Regions from separate parts of the Gasterosteus aculeatus genome. Here region 2 is linked to region 1. A link is a contact called in public Hi-C data. All regions are on one chromosome and are shown on one strand. Each heading gives the region's core, a stretch centred on a gene start, on an enhancer-like site or on the middle of the called end of the contact. The rest is flanking DNA. Distances are from core to core; before and after follow the strand shown. Region 1 holds the start of abcb11b (ATP-binding cassette, sub-family B (MDR/TAP), member 11b). Region 2 holds the start of xirp2a (xin actin binding repeat containing 2a).

Region 1 (3,406 bases), core at 307-2,806:
TATGGTTCAGCATAAATCATGTCCCTGGATTTCTGAAACGTACAGTGGGTACGGAAAGTATTCAGACCCCTGTACATTTTTCACTCTTGATCTGTGCCTTGCCACACTCCTGTCTCTGAGCTCCTTGGGCAGTTCCTTCGACCTCATGATTCTCATTTGCTCTGACATCCACTGTGAGCTGTGAGGTCTCATATAGACCTTATATAGGTGAGTGCCGTTCCTACTCAAGTCCAATCAGTTTATTTAAACACAGCAGGACTTGAAGGAGTAGAACCATCTCAAGGAGAACAAATGGACAGCATGTGAGTTAAATATGAGTGTCTGAATACTTATGACCATGTGATATTTCAGCTTTTCTTTTTTAATACATTTGCAAAGAATTCTACATTTCTGTTTTTTGTCTGTCAAGATGCGGTTGAGTTTACATTAATGAGAAATAAAATTAACTTTTTCGATTTTAGCAAATGGCTGCAATGAAACAGAGTGAAAAATTTAAAGGGTTCTGAATAGTTTCTGTACCCACTGTATAATGGACACATGTTGATCATTTTTGTCTTTGCGGTTTCCTGACGGCACTTGAAGGCAGCAGTGAATGACCTTCAGTACATGCGAGTGAGCAATACAGCGGTTTGTGTTAGCCTGCTGGGACAGTACGGTGCCATTAAGTCCCATTCCACACAAAAAAAATCGCAAGGAGGATTTTACATTCTCATACACAATTAAAGGTCCTGATTTAAAGATGCAAATTAAGCATTTCTTCTAAAACATGATTGAAACCGGAAATTTAGGCCCAATGAAACAAACCTACGGGAGCAGCAGTAAACGACATGTAGATTCCTCTTGCTGTTGCATTCAAGGTGAAGAAAGATGACACAGGTATAATAAAAATGAAGCTCCTGAGGAGGTCGAGCTGGGAAAGGGCAATGACCTACATGTCGACGCACAGCGACATCTGAACACAACACATGCAGCTACGGCGTAGCGAGGGGATGTTTTGGGTGCAAACACAATTTACCAGTAGCAAAAGCGGGCAAGAGTCACACGGTGGGCAGAAGATGTGTCAGGATCCGCGCATTCGTGGCCCCACAAAAACCACACAAACTGGAGAATTACTTTTGATTTCCTTCATTCACATGCGTTCAAACGTACAGGAGTCGTTGCAATGCATCTGGACAGCTATTGGGCCACTAGTGCCCGGTAGGTGAACTGGCACCTCGCCACAGGACTCAAGTTGCACAACCTATGCAAACCCCCCCACACTGTGCATTGAGCTACTGCTGCCCTATTAACAAATTCATATCTAAATCCTGTATGAGTCTCTATCCCGAGGATAGCGTTATTCTAAAGCAGCGCCCTGTGTGAGTAAATCAGTCACGTTCAGATAGTGAGGATGCAGAAAACAACGGCACATGGCCCACTACAGGGGGAAATATTTGCCCTGCCGGGGTCACCGGCCCTTTGAGCACCATAAACCGACAGGACACTTACCCTCAGACAACACACTCTGACCCCGAGTCCCGGCCGATCCTGTCCAATAAGAACACTTGACTCGCCGGCGAGATACCCAGTGTGCGGCGACGAGCTGCAGGGCTGCTTAGCTGTGGGAAGTAACGGCCCCACGTCGCCGCAGGAGCGCTGCTCACTTCGGTCACACTCGAGGATAAGAAAGCTGGTTTTCTCTTTTTAAAAAAGGAAACGTGTAAGTCTCACTCTACCTGAAAAGTCCACAATAATTGACTGTCTAGTGGGGATTACTTTTGACATTACTGTTATTAGGAAACGCTATTTGTTCGTGTTGTGCATATTTGAGATCTGCTCTCTTTTGGCTTCACCTAGATGAGTCAACATGCCGGCCGGATCAGTGAAATTGCACAGCATAAAAAAACTGGGACAGGAAAACCACAGCTACAACTTCTCCGATGAAGGTAATGCACGGCGAAAGTTTGAAATGATCGAATAATATAGAGATCAAGTAAAAAAAAAAGGTTAGGTTTACAGTTGTACCTGTAAAACAATACAATACTTATGGAATTCTTCTATTGCAGAACCAGCTGGCAGCGCTGCCGCTCCTAATAATAGGTAACACTCAACAGTAGGGTTACAAAATGCATTAAGTAATGCATCCCATTATTATTATATTATGCATTAGAAATGATGATTTATTGCATGCTTTAATGCAAGATCAGGCTCCAATTGAGGATTGTTTTCATCACTAATTAATCTGTTATTTGCGGTTTATTGAGCTTTCACGGCCACCATACAGAATCTCTCTCTCTCACACACTCACACACACACACACACACACACACACAGCAACAATCGGGAAGAGGCTTAGAGGTTGGCAAAGGCATCATAAAAGCTTTGACCATCTGTGGAATATCTGCAGGGCTTAGAGAATAAACAATTGTTAGCAGATGATCCATTAGAACGGAAAATCCTGATTATGAATTATGTATAGAAATTATGATGCATTTTTTAGAGGGCCAATGTGTAGGATTGCAAGTAATCTATTGGTAGAGATGGAATATCATATTTTAAAAGTAGAATTTCTTTTGTCTATACGGACCTGAAAATATACGTTTTATTACCTTCTGGAATGGACAAACAAAACCCCACCGTAACCTGGGAGGAGTTTCAGTGGGCTGCAATCTGCAGAATCACCACTAGGTGGCACTCAATCCACGAACTCCAGCTCTAAACACGCATCTTCTATTTCCATGGGCGTGTAGCGGCTCACCGTGTGTTTTTGTTTTTCTTCCCATGCAGGACCACAACATCTTCCAGCAATGACGGCACGTGAGTACAAGATGGCAAAAGAGGTCCTGCAAACTTTCACACGTTCACCTCCAATGAAAACAAACTGACCGGCCTTCTTTTTCCAAAACAGAAAGCGGCAGAACGGCGATCAGCCGGCAATCAGGGTTGGCTTCTTCCAGCTGGTAAGACGTTCTGCTCCGTAGCGCTCGCCCCTCCCTTCTCCATCTCCCCTTTTGAGATTCCACCCGCCGCTAACCCCGGCGTCGCTACCTGTGCCCGCCCAGTTCCGATACGCCACGTGCCGGGAGGTGCTGATGATGGCGCTGGGAGGCGTGTGCGCCGTGGCGCACGGTTCCGCCCAGCCCCTCATGCTGCTGGTGTTCGGCCTGCTCACCGACACCTTCATCGAGTACGACATCGAGCTCAACGAGCTGCGAGACCCCAGGAAGGAGTGCGTGAACAACACCATCGTGTGGAAGAGGAACTACACGACGACCTCCGCGCCACCGATGGACTGGGGCTCTGTGAGCAATGCGACGTGGGAGATGTTCACACCGCTGAAGTACAGGGCGTGTGGGTGAGTGGCTTGTGACGGATGCGTGAGGTGCACTTTTCATATACTTTTTTTCCTCCCATCATATTATGTAAC
Region 2 (3,406 bases), core at 660-3,159, 130 kb after region 1:
ACAAAAAAAAAAAACTACAATCTTTTTAGAATTTAGTATTTCTGCCTCGTGTAAGGGAACAAAAAAAGGTCAATTCTGAGAGGAAAAGGGACGCCAGGGACACAATCTGAAGGAATATCTTGAGTCGCATAGTGAAAGCGGACACGTTTTATTTATTTTTAACTTGGCGGCTGAGTGGAATTCAGTGTGAGAACAAACATAATGCTCGCTGACACTCGGCTCCAGAGCAGCTTTTCTTTAATACAACAAGACACTATTTGTGCCCTAGCAGGGCTTAGTGAGACTATCTGGTGAAGACCCACCAGGGTAAAACCACTGTCTGCTCCTATTAAATAAAACATATTGCAGGTCCTGTGGTGGCTCCCACGTTGAATTCCCAGCCTAGGACTCCAGACTTCTCTATTTAGAGGACAGACTGAAATGTGATCCCTCGGATAAGATAAGACGGAAGTAACTATTATCATGTTACGGTGTCTACACAGTCAGAATGAAGAATATAGTCCTGTGAACCATTAAAAGATGTCATTGAATAACTCATAACAGTGTACATACTTACAGAGCACAGAGGTCATTGTGGTTCCCAAGAAAAGAGTCTGGAAATATAAAAATCACACATGAACATCTCAGTCCTTTTATAGATAAACGAACAGTGTTTAAAAGCACAGCCAGAAAAAACCCTATATAGCAGCCGACCGCACATTATTCATGCTGGTTTGTTTGACAGTAAGGAAATGTAATATTTTCAGATTCCAAAACTACTTTTCAGCCAAAGATTAGATTATTTAAATGGCCCATATTGTGCTATAGCTAAATTACCTTTCCTAAAAATATTTATATTATATATATATAAAATATAAATATTTTTATACACTCTTCAAAAGATATCACAGCCATAGTGGCTACAATTGTACAAATGAGGACTGCATCACAGCCATTACATCAAGATATCAATATCCGAAGGTGCAGAATGAAAGTGTTTTAATTTATTCATAAACAATATTCCTTAAATTAACAACCAATTAAAGTTGATAAACAGCATCTGTATAAAAAAAGAAAATGAAGACGTTCATAAAATCTTTGCAAAAAAAGAAAATAAGCGGTACACTTACAGAAATAAGGAACAATCACATGAAGTTCTCAAACGAAAATAAACAAATCAGAAGAACGCATGCCGTGCTGCTCCAGAAGGGGTTTCCCTGTACAAAGGGAGAGAAACCAGACTGCATGTCGTGTACTGGGAGGCAATGCAGTAGATTAATACACTGTGCATTTACATGATTAGGGAACTGCCAGTGTAATCTTACCCAGTCATCATTCCCGTTTCTCCTTGACGTCGGCACACATGCTCTGCATAGTTCTGTCACGCTTCCTTACGCAATAAACAAAAATGATTGCTCAATGGCATCTAAATGCATATGACCAAACATGGTTGTTGTAACAGCCTCTGTGGCCGAATCTAGTTTACCACCAGTTAACATTAACATTAATAGAAGTGTGATTGACTTGGAGTTACATTGTGTTGTTTAAGTGTTTATTTTTTGGAGCATTGCATATAAATTCAGTTATTCTGCAAAATCATTATTCTCTTCTAAAAGTGGTTTAGTTGCGATATATTGTGGAGAAGTCCATTTTTACTAGGGGTGTAACGATTCATCCACTGAATCGATTTATATTCCTGCGATCCAACTGAATCGATCTGTGCTCAGCAAATCGGCATTCCGGACGACAATATTACAAATCGATTGAAATGGTACAAGAAAACTGGCACTCACATCCCCATCCATATCAACGGGACGGAGGTTGAGCGTGTCGCCAGCTTCAAGTTCCTGGGTGTCCACATCTCTGAGGACCTCTCTTGGACCCTCAACACCTCATCGCTGGTAAAGAAAGCACACCAGCGTCTCTTCTTCCTGAGGAGAATGAAGACGGCCCATCTGTCTCCTCAGATTCTAGAGAATCTGAGGATACATATACCATAGAGAGCATCCTTACAAACTGCATCTCAGTATGGTACGGCAGCTGCTCTGTCGCGGACCGTAAATCACTGCAGAGGGTGGTGAAAACTGCCCAACGCATCGCCGGTTCCTCACTCCCCACCATCGAGGCCGTCTAGAGCAAGAGATGTCTGCGGAGGGCACGCAGCTCTCACCCCAGCCACAGACTGTTTGCCCTCCTCCCCTCTGGGAGGCGCTACAGGGTGCTCCGTTCCCGGACCAGCAGGTTCAGGAACAGCTTCATTCCTGCGGCTGTCACCCTACTGAACTCTGAACTCTGCCCCCCACCCCCACACATCTCCCTCAGTGACTGTACTCCCCCCTCCACCCTGGCTTGACTGCCACACACTGCCACTGAACATTTGCACTATTACGGTTATTACATATCCATTTCTTACTGTTCATACTGCAAAACTATTTCTTACTGTACATATCTATTTATTCACTTATTACACTTTACATATGCACATACTCTGCACTTTTTTTGCACTATTTTGCACTTCTGGTTGGATGTTAAACTGCATTTCGTTGCCTCAGTACTTGTACCCTGTGCAGTGACAATAAAGTTGAATCTAATCTAAAACATAATCGATTTGTATCGATACTTGGAGCACATTGGATGTAAGCACAAAAACTGTGTGGATGAGTGTTTGTTTGTTTGTTTTTTAGCACTTTAGACGCGTTAAACGTTACTGGATTCAGTCTGCCTGTCTGTGACGTCATCAGTACGCAGCGGCAGCCGCGCGAAACTCTGAACAACAACAAAACTCAGCGTGGAGGAGACGACTGCCAGCGAGACATTTACAAACCAACTTAATCGATTCAGCGCGTGGAAACATTTTGGCTTTTGTAAACACAGAGGTGTTTAAGTCGGTCGCTGTTTGTAGAAGATGTAGATGACAAATTAAAAAACTACGGAAACACGACGAATCTTTCCGGCCATCTACTAAGGCGCCGTGGGATTAAACAACGCCGACAGTCAGGACCTCTAGCAGCGTCACCGCTGCAGCAGCAGCAGGTAACTCCAGCTCTGCAGACGCCTCAGGCCTCGCCAGCACCAAACTCAACATCACAGTAACAATTGCAAAGTTTATCTGTAAAGACATGCGACCCGACAATGTGGTTGAAAATCCGGGGTTCTGTGAATTGATGCAAACAATGTGTAATGTTTACATTAAAAATGGCACTTGATTCAAATAAAAGGTTAATACATTTGCCATTAATTGTTGTTTGCTTGTTTATAATATCCATAATTAATTTAAACCTGATTTCCTTACAAGAAACAACAGGGATCTCAGAAACTTTGCCTGCACTGTCCAGTAAAGTTACTGAATCGATTTCAAGTCACTCAATCGAATCGTTCTAAATTAACCCAGATCGTCCATGAATCGAAAACCATGAATCGCGATTCG

The links. A called contact is a pair of places that touch in the nucleus more often than the background predicts.
Region 2: a Hi-C map of skeletal muscle shows a contact between it and region 1, with 6 times the contacts expected there. The contact joins the promoter of xirp2a here to the promoter of abcb11b in region 1. A contact is called at or near these places in 3 of 6 Hi-C or Micro-C datasets (skeletal muscle and whole body).

Annotation. Positions count from the first base shown.
Region 1 is chr1:28,846,192-28,849,597 of fGasAcu3.hap1.1, forward strand. It overlaps abcb11b (ATP-binding cassette, sub-family B (MDR/TAP), member 11b), which reads left to right and starts at 1,557. Exons shown (of 29, transcript XM_040189613.2): 1 at 1,557-1,699; 2 at 1,837-1,925; 3 at 2,046-2,079; 4 at 2,767-2,796; 5 at 2,888-2,939; 6 at 3,042-3,334. The coding sequence starts at 1,847.
Region 2 is chr1:28,978,246-28,981,651 of fGasAcu3.hap1.1, forward strand. It overlaps xirp2a (xin actin binding repeat containing 2a), which reads right to left and starts at 1,910. Exons shown (of 14, transcript XM_078102154.1): 1 at 1,110-1,910; 2 at 557-593.